Regions from separate parts of the Zea mays genome. Here region 2 is linked to region 1. Evidence: chromatin contacts called from public Hi-C data. All regions are on one chromosome and are shown on one strand. Each heading gives the region's core, a stretch centred on a gene start, on an enhancer-like site or on the middle of the called end of the contact. The rest is flanking DNA. Distances are from core to core; before and after follow the strand shown. Region 1 holds the start of LOC103629637. Region 2 holds the start of LOC103629640 (zinc finger CCCH domain-containing protein 45).

The links. Hi-C and Micro-C count contacts between places; a contact is called where the count stands out from the background.
Region 2: a contact with region 1 is called in a Hi-C map of root tip, with 3 times the contacts expected there. The contact joins the promoter of LOC103629640 here to the promoter of LOC103629637 in region 1. A contact is called at or near these places in 8 of 25 Hi-C or Micro-C datasets (ear, endosperm, leaf and 2 more).

The regions. Positions count from the first base shown.
Region 1 is chr6:100,800,128-100,805,206 of Zm-B73-REFERENCE-NAM-5.0, reverse strand. LOC103629637 reads left to right here and starts at 2,753. Exons shown (of 2, transcript XM_020539322.2): 1 at 2,753-3,499; 2 at 4,446-4,695. The coding sequence starts at 3,058. The coding sequence ends at 4,510. It overlaps LOC103629638 (BEACH domain-containing protein B), which reads right to left. Exons shown (of 40, transcript XM_020539321.3): 29 at 2,481-2,702; 30 at 1,906-2,364; 31 at 1,536-1,826; 32 at 1,014-1,466; 33 at 881-927; 34 at 706-799; 35 at 311-517.
Region 2 is chr6:101,017,705-101,022,783 of Zm-B73-REFERENCE-NAM-5.0, reverse strand. It overlaps LOC103629640 (zinc finger CCCH domain-containing protein 45), which reads left to right and starts at 2,280. Exons shown (of 7, transcript XM_020539324.3): 1 at 2,280-2,812; 2 at 3,297-3,680; 3 at 4,438-4,600; 4 at 4,730-4,840. The coding sequence starts at 2,460.

The sequences.
Region 1 (5,079 bases), core at 1,504-4,003:
ATAACAGTTTGCAAAAGTTATTCTTTGCAATGGTAAACTTATTAGGATTGAATTTGCGAACTAAAGATGGCCAAAGCCAGAATATAAAGAAAACATTATGTGAAGCAAATTAGCCGGGGATGTTTGAGAATCTATTTTATATTCAGAAAGCTAGATATACCCTCTGTATCTGAGAACAGTACATGTTTTTACTAACACAGTTGCACCGCTAAATTAAGTGTCATTAGAAAAGCAACAGAACTATCCTGGTCAATCCATTCTCAATAAAAGAATTATGACAAATATAACTAACAACAAGAGGAACTATTACCTTTGCCCATGGAGGGAGAGCAACATCGCCTATAGGTTCCCCATCCTGCTTGACACCAAGATGATATGAATTTGAATTTTCAAGAAACTCAGGCATGTAAAAGAATTCTGGAATAAGCTCTTTGACGTCACTTGTATTTGATAAGCTATTTATGTAAGCGCTCTCAATGCTTTGGAACAAACGATCTGCATGGTCAAACTTGCCACCCTGCACAAGTGTCAGACAGGCATAAATGTAAATAATATGACAAGATCCCTTATTTTGAACTGTGGTGAAATACGACAAGAGAAATTATGTATCGACAAATTCGTGAATAGTGTTTTGAAAATAATAGCTATGTGCTTGAATTTTAAGGAAGCAATGATAAATATTTCCATAATGAGTTAAGTGACAACCTGAAAATTTAGATGCAGAGTTGTAAATGGCTCAAGCCTAAGCATGTAATGAAGAACGATTCCCATGCTAGAGTAGTGAGATCCGTAATAAAAACTGCAGGAAACAAACATGGCTGTTATTGCAAAAAGAGTAAACTAAAAAAGGAGAACACTAACAAATGAATAAAGGTTCAACCTTGGTATATCAGGGTCACAGAAACTAAGATATCTATCTTCAAAAACCTGCCCAATAATGCATTACTAACGTGAAGTTATGATAAGGTGATGATAGCCTACAATTACAAATAAGTACACAATAGTAGCTGCACCTTGAAGCGGTTTTCATCCAACGCACCAACTGGTTTTGAAAGATCCCTGAAAGTCGATGACTTGTTGAAATCAAGCTTTTCAGAGGTGTAATCAGCCAATACCCATGGAAATATAGGATACTGAGTTAAGTCATTGTAAGATCTTCCAGCAAGGGTATTTAAAATCACAAGATACTCAAAGTTACTGATTTCCCTCCTTTTCCATCTTTCCCTGGCATTCTCAGCCATTTCAAGTCCAACTCGCCTGTCCACGAATGAAATGATATTATTTTTGTCTTTGGTACTTCCTTTAGGGAACAAAGCTTCATTCCTAAGAGAAACTAACAAAGTCCCAGCATTTTTAGTATCCTTTTGGGAAGAAAAGTTTAAAAATATAGGTGCAGTTGAATCATCAAAGAAGATCTCCATTGCAGTATATTGCAGTAGGTAGCGTGTCCAATGAACTCCTTTTATCTGTAAACATGTATGGAAGGAGATTAAGAGAGTGAGCAAGTGAGAGGAAAGACTAGGGGAGAGAGATACCTTAGTTATGTTCCACCTTTTGTGACGTTTGATCTTGTTAGACTGGTTTTGCATCAAAACACCATTGGTTTCAATCATACTGTCTCGGCATCCGTCAAGTCTGTCCACACCTCCCAGCTCGTTCTTGCAGTCTGAATCTTTTTTGTCTTTAAACTTGCTAAAAACAGATGATCCTCCAGTTCCTTCAACCAAAAATTCAAAAGAAAAATGCATGACAGTTCGTGTGATATCCAGTTGTCCTGCTAATTTTCGCTTTGGGGTAACAAAAACACAACGAACTGAACATAGCACCTGCAAAATGGACAATGACCAGAAATCAACAATCGTTTTCTGCTTTCAGATGAAATGTATACTAAAGCTTTTTCTTTACCTTTGTATAATCATTATCTCCATTAGTAGATGATGGCTCTTTCTTATAATGTGCAGAAGCATGATGATCAGAGGTATCTGCAGCATTATTAAGGTTTTGGCTCTCTGAAGGATTACTCTGGGAAGATTCACTCGCGTCATTAGTGTCTTCAAATTGTTCGTAACTACTATCCTCTGTGATTCCCCGCACTCCTTTAACAAGGAATTGCTTCATTTTCTGAGTAATTTTGGCACTAATGTACAGCTGGTCAGCTAAAGTTGCTGTACTTTCATTCCTTGACTGTGAAGGCTGACATAATCGTTCATCAAATTTGTAATTACGTTTGAACTTGAACCGCCGCCTCCATCTATCCTCTGTCTTGTCAAGTTTCCAGTGAGTCACAACATCATTTGGAAAAGGGTTAGCAGACCATGGTCCTCTCTCATCCATCAGAGCACGGGAAATATGTATCCACTTATCCTGATACAGAAAGCAAATAGTTATCTCCCCCCTAAGAAAAGCAAGTAGTTACTGCATGACAAATTTTCTCCTTAACAAGCATTTGCGTTGGTTGAATTAAAGAAAGACTCGGTTACCCTGATAATTTGCTGATCCTCGCGGAAAGCAAGTTGACAAGCTGTCTTTCTATTGTCATCCGCTGAAAGCACAGCAGTAATAGTTAAATGTATCTCATCTTCAATGGCCTGCGCTAGCTTTATCTCCGTAGCAGAACACTCGTTAAGCTTCATGCGAAGATCCTGCAGCTTCTTTAAACGATCAGCCTGAACAGCCTTCATGTGCTTAACCTCATTAGCAGCCTGTACACCAATAAAGCTGATCATTGTGAAGGTATAATAGTTAAGGGTGCTTGTGTAATCTTCTGGGCTAGGGTTTTTCTCCTGTATCCCTCGTATACTCTATATATGGTCCTATTGGGGGGGTCTTAATTTTTGCCAACTTTACGAAATTCACTTAACCATCAGTCATTGACAGCTCAATCACTGACATTGTATTTTATATGTCACTGGCAAAAGGTTAATTTTTCCCGACCCTTCCCTCTGCTGCTCTGCCCCCGGGAAGATCAAACTCTGGTCCTAGGGGCGGCCTCGTCAATCTTCGACTTTTGTTTTCAGTCGCGTCTAGTCGTTATGCAGGAGCAGTCAAGCTGGTGTCATGGAGTCCGCACACGGGAATTCGTCGTCCGCGCACCCGTCCGTCAGACGAAGGGGAATCTCCGCGCCGCCGGTTAGAGGAGTTCGCGTGCCGTCCACGGCGCGCACCGTCCGTCGTGGGAGCCTGTCGTCACAGTTCCCATTGGAATCGACGCAGAGCCGTATGTCTTCGTCTTTGTCGTCTTCGCGCGAACATGTGTTTGCTTGTTCGGGATCTGAGCGTCGTCGCGGCGCTCGTCTGCCCATCTCCGCACCCATCCCCGCTAGTCCCTGCTGTCCGCAGGGCCGTCACCCGTACACGCGGCCGGCGGAGCTGTTGTCTGTCGCCCTGTCCGAATTCAGGGGCGGAAGGAGGGAAGGTACCGACCGACCGTCCGTCTCCATCCATCTTCAGGAGCGGAATGGACGTCCGACCACCGCAATCCCCATCTGTGCGGTCAGAGGTGTGCACACATTGGTGCTCTGTGTTTTCTGCCACCTGCTGCTATGGCCTATGGCTGGTGGTCTGCTATGCTGTTCGACTAGACCACTTGGGATCCTCCGTGTGGGTGGTGGTTTCTCCTGTTTAACTATGCACCTCTGGTGGATTTCTCTCTTGTGTCGTCTCTTTCGCTCATCCTATTGAGGCTCTTTTTTTATTTAATTTCATTGCATCAGTCCATTCCAGTTCTACACGCTACAGTTTGTCCATGCGGAGCGGAGTCTATAAATTTATTGTCAAAGCAGTTAACTTTTATTCTTTTTCTTTGGTTAGCTGAGCTCATCTATTTAAATAATCATTATTGATGTGATTACGGGTCGGGTTTAGGTTTTATGACTTCATTTCTAGTACCTTTTACTTTTAGCACCTATTAGCATTCTCGTTTGGATCTCTAAGTGCTAAAGTTTACTAAAAGTGTACTACAAAACTTTAGCACCGTAGATCCAAACAGGTCCTACGTCCTCTTGTCTCTTTCCTAGCTATTTTGTTACAACGACCGTCTATTTATCGTCATCACCATTCTATGAGAGAGTTTGTTTCAGCTTAAAATTGGATTCTAGCCGCCAGAAGCAGCTTTTGGCAGCTAAACGCTCCACTCAGTCCGCTTATGTGAGAATCGCTTTGGTGAAAATCGTTTAATCAACATGAACCTAGAATCTGTCGCACGATGGAAGGAATACGTCCCTTTCTAAACTCTAAACCTTATAGACCACTTCATCTTCCTCCGCACGTAAACCTCACGATATTCAAATTCTCCCCACACCTAGATTCTCTAGGAATCTAGATTCTAAAAAAATTGTTATAAAAAGCTGAACCAAATAGGCTCTATATCACTGCATGTTGTCTTGCAGGAGTGATATCTCTGTTCTTCCTTTAACTTGATTTGATACATATCTTTATTCTTGTAGAGGCCAGAGTTTTCAAAGCAAAGTTCATAGTTGAAGACTTGAAGTACTATTCTATGAAGGTTTGAGGTATTTGCTGAAGTACTGTGTCGTGAAATCATTACCTTCTTGTAGAGATCATTTTCTACATCAACATTTTTTTAAGAGTTATATGGTTCAACGGCATCTTTGATTTTGGATGTACTTCGTTTCTTTTATATTTTTTTAAGTCTAGTGTATAGTATCAACTCTCCAAATACAATGACATTGCATTCATGTTGCATTTGAGAGAGGGTGTTAAAGTATAATAATTGTCAAGGATATCAGTGTAATATTCTAATCTAGGTTGTGTCTCATGTATCCCTCATTACTCTTTACATAGTCCTTATTTGGTATCAATACTATTATCCAATTGGGTCTTTTTTATTTGTTACAATCATCATTTTTTTTTCTCAAATATGCAGGAGAGCTGCATATCATTATATTTAAGAAGAAAGTTGGGCCGAAGCCCTTACAAGCCATGACATTGAGGTTTAAACCCCTCAAAACAGTAAACAAACCTTGAACTGCCTTAGGAAAAAAACAGAAATTAGCCGTGAGGAAGATTAGCTGCTAGGAAAATAAGCCCTTTAGCCCCTGCCATCTCCCACAACCTTCG
Region 2 (5,079 bases), core at 1,031-3,530, 220 kb before region 1:
GAACACTCAACCTCAGACAAAGAAATGTGCTTCGGCATGATGCAACACTCATGACACTTAGGTTTTGGTTTATACATGACACGGACACATGCCGCTATACTGGTTTGAAATTGGGAAGAAGGAGCAAACGGGGAAAGAGAAAAGAGAGTAACGCCCGAATTTGGTGAGAGAAAAGAAGAAAAAAATTCTACCCCCAAATTCAGGGCGTTACATCTTCCCACGACACCCAACGACTAGCTGACATCACCTGACCGGTCCGGTGCCACTCGGCTAAGAAAATGTGCCAATCAGAGGATCTGCTGACCGTTACTGTAGATGGTCCGGTGCACCACCGGACAGTCTGGTGCGCTCATAGACAGGAAAGTTTTGGAGCTTCTAAATGGAGGAGGCAACAACTCCTAGGTCCTTTGAGGCCATAAAAGGGACCCCTAGGCGCCTCCAACCAATACCCAAGCATCTCAAGAGCATACCAACACTCTGGAAACTCTGCGACCATGCCTTCTAGTGATTTTAGTGAGATTCGAGCGCTAGTTTTCTAGTTGTCTTTGTGATATTGTGTTCTCGCGCTCATGTCTTTAGCTTTCTTGCGTGTGTTTTTGTGATTTGCTCTATTGTTTGCATTCTATCTCCCTCCCTTACTCTAAGCTGTGATTTTGATCATTTGTAAGGCCGAGAGAGACTACAAGTTGTGGAGATTTCTCGCAAATGGAATATAGGTGATAAAGGAAGAATGTGGCACTCAAGTTGATCTTTGTGATCGCTTGAGAGGGTTGAGTACCCTTGTCCATTAGGACACCACAACACGAAGTAGGCAAATATATTACACTTGACCGAACCACGAGATAAAAATCGTCGTGTCTTTTGTCTCATTTACTTTATTGGGATTTTTTCATTCTTCCTAAGTTCTCTCTACCCACTTGTATTATTGCTCTTAGAATCTTTGATATTTTGAAAGAGCAATCAAGCGAAGGGAACTTATCTCTCTTTTTATCATCCAAACTTGGTTTGAGTTTGCACTAACTTAATCATTAGACCAAGTTTGTATTGTTTTAAGCTATTTTTACAGTATCACCTATTCACCCCCTCTAAGTGCTCTCAAGTGCTTTATTGATTGGGTGCACTCGTGAAGCCATGTCAATACAACACAACAAAGCGTGTCACGTCACTACCCGACTCACCCAATACCGTCGAGATACGACACTTGATGCATATGGTACTAGAGAAAATTAGAGAGACAAAGAGATGTAGGTCTAGAACTGCTGGATCATAACGTTGATAGGGTTGTAACCGCTCATGTGATGTAGTGTGGCTCGAGCCGTTTGAGCATAATACCAGACGTCCTCTATGTGGTGGATGATTATATGTAAGTGTATACAAAGCTTATATACTCAAATGTTGTCTAGCCCTAGTTGTCAAAAACACTTTGTATGTTGCTTTACGTCTCACTTTTATATCATAAGGGAGGTGATATTTACATCTTTTCATAGGCAATATGTCATGTGCAACATAAGTTCAACTACTTCTATCTTGTTATAGTTATTGTTGTATCATATGAAGATTATGCATTTAATATATACTACATTCATGAGTGAGATATGCCCTAGCATAGTGATGGATATAAATGATGTCGCTTGTATTAGGGTGTTTGGTTCCCTTAACTAAAGTTTAGTCTACGTAACATCAGCTATTTGAATGTTAGTTTTGAGAATTAAATATAGTCCAATTACAAAACTTATTACACAAATGGAGACTAAACGATGAGACAAATTTATTAAACCTAATTAATCCATGACTAACAAATTTTTAATGTAGCATCACATGACTAAGGTATAGTCCGATTAGGCTTCATATGTGCAATTAGTTATGTAATTAGGCTATATTTAATACTTATAATGGCATCCAAACATTCGATGTGACGTAAACTAACCTTTGGACCTGTTTGTATCCATAGTGCTAAAGTTTAACATTATACTTTTAGCTAAACTTTAGCACTTGGAGATCCAAACATGAGTGGTAAAAGATACTAAAAATGAAGTGCTAAACTTTTGCACCTATTAAGATATATACAACCCTAGGCACTTAGATCGATTTTCCGAGACAACTAAAAGACTACATGATGCAAACCTTATATAGGGAATCGTGTAGAGATATACCCTTCACGAAGAGTCATCTCTTGATTTTTTCACTTAACCCAGAGATTCTTAATTAATAAAGTTGTACATGCTTTTAGCCATTTAGCTCATAAAGTATGCTAGAATGAGCTAAAAGTGATCCAACTGAGCAAAAGACATCTCACTCTCCTCACCCCAAATTAGGATATGGCAGGTGCTAAAATTTAGCACATCCAAACACTACATGTGAAAAAATGGAGTTTGATTTCCACTCCACCACCCCCGGAAGAAAAAAACTGTCCAATCGAATCAAAGAGAGAAAAAAAATCCTAAACCCTAGCATCTCCCATGGACGACAGCGATGGCGGACTGAGCTTCGATTTCGAGGGCGGCCTCGACTCTGCCCCAGCTTCTGGGGGCGGGGGCCCCGTGCCGTCCTCCACCGACCCCGGCGCGGGTGTCGGGGGAGGCGGCGACGGGCTGGGTATGCACGGGCGCGGCCGAGGTCGCGGGAGCTACCGCCAAACGGTGTGCCGGCACTGGCTTCGCGGCCTCTGCATGAAGGGCGAGGCCTGCGGATTCCTGCACCAGTTCGACAAGGCCCGCATGCCCGTCTGCCGCTTCTTCCGCGACTTCGGCGAGTGCCGCGAGCCCGACTGCGCGTACAAGCACTCGTACGACGACGTCAAGGAGTGCAACATGTGAGATCTCTGATGCCACACGAAAGTGTTGATGTAAACGTCTGGGTGGGAAAGACGGCTTTTTATAAGCTTGGTGGCGGCTGTGGTCGAAGAAATTTGCTAACTTGTCCGAAAAATTTCTAACTAAGATGGCAAATTCGTGGTGATTGATTCGAGTTTGGGTTTGAGATTATAGTGATCATAGTCTCTGGTCCTCTAGGTCGGTCTTAGTTAGCCCTCGGTTGCTACATGTGGTTTGATTCAATATAATAAACTTGGCTACTTCGATAATTTCACTGAAAGAAGCTGCATCTGACATGATATTCCGGGAATGCAATGTATCTGGCTGTTTTTTTGCTACAAAAATGGCCATACAACTATAACTTGTAAAGCTGTGACTATATTATTCTAACGATTAGTTTTTGTATTTTGATTGTTCAAAGTTAAGAATGATTGATTTCCATCTTTCATCACATCTGAATCTATGTTGTTCCATACTTTACAGGTACAAGATGGGTTTTTGTCCCAATGGTCCTAATTGCCGGTATAAGCATATCAAGCTCCCTGGGCCACCGCCTTCTGTTGAGGAAGTTCTTCAGAAGATTTTGCAGATGCGCTCTTTTAACAGATACAGTCAGAATAGAAATAATAATTATAATCATCAAGGGGAGAGACCTCAACATCCACAAGGTTCTGGGTTGCCTAACCAAAACTCGGCAGAAAATGCCACTGCCGTGGATCCACCAGCTGGTGGACAACAAGCACAAACGCTGAATCAACAACCACCACAGCAGCAGCAGAAGCCAAATACAAATGATCAGGCCCAAGGTGTTTCAAATGGTCATCAAGCCACTAGAATCGCCACACCCCTTCCACAAGGACCATCTAGGTGTGTGTGGAGTTTCTAGTCATGCTTGTAAAACTTTTAGAACAGTGAAAACTACGCACTTAGTTTTGGTTGCAACAGTGTATCTCATAAAACTATGACATATTATATGTTTTGACACTTGTTGATACATTGTACTTAATTTCAAGCTATTGAAAGAAAAAGCTTGTAGTCGTTTCGCTCTTCGGATTACAAATCTAGGTTAGCTAGTTATTCTCTCTGGTTGGTTCCACAATATTTAACTCTTCAATAGAAGCTTGTGTAACAGTAGTTACTGCTAAACTATTACTATGTTTGTATGGACAAAGTTCATGCTGGAAAGTTCAAGTAGCACATGAGATGGTTCATGTGTTGCGATACTTGGGAAATCAATATCTTTCCTTCTTTTTTTTGGGTATCTTGAGCAATCCCTTGAAAAATAAGGGTTAGAATATCCCTTCTGTTTTACAGACATAGTAATCGGATATTTGACTCGCTTGTTGAAATATATATGGAGCTTAGCAAGTTAGTTACTTAGTTTTATGAATAACAGTTCTATGGGTTCACCTTCTGTCAGGTTACTTGCTTACTTTTGTGATTTTTTTAAAACTTTTGTACCTATTGCTATGGCTGAGTGCATGCAGTAATCTAGCCCATATTTTAGTAGTACCATCACCTATCCATCTGTCAGAAGTTCCGTTTAATTATTTAGTGGTATCAGCTGTGCTATACTATAATGGTTCTCTAATTCAGTCTTGGGTTGGTAAATGTAAAACATCAGGTACTTCATTGTTAAAAGTTGCAATCGGGAGAATCTGGAAATATCAGTTCAGCAAGGAATTTGGGCTACACAGAGGAGTAACGAGGCTAAACTCAATGAAGCTTTTGAATCCACTGAGAATGTTATTTTGATATTCTCAATTAATAGAACTCGCAATTTCCAGGTATACTGAAGGTTCCTATTTGATATGAATACTGTTATATTTGCCTGTTTTTGATCTAATATTTGAAACTGGTATTTTTAAATTGTTCAATTAAGTTTATTTACTAGACTAAATGTTATGCCTTTCAAGGGGTGTGCAAAGATGACTTCTAGGATTGGTGGCTACATTGGTGGTGGAAATTGGAAATCTGCTCATGGAACAGCACATTTTGGTCGGAACTTCTCTATGCAGTGGCTTAAGGTGCAGTTTTCTTGCTGATTATGTACTCCTGTTTGTTTATCACCACTTTAATCGTAGCTTGCCGTTTCCAGATGATGGGATATTAGACTTTGAGCTGATAACTGATAATCATAGCTTATGCGTATGAACGTGCTTTAGATAGGCATGGATATTGATTTCTCTTTTTGTTCGATTCCTCACAATCACATTACTCCTTTAATTGCTCATGTGACATTGTGGCAAAGACATGGAAATTCCTA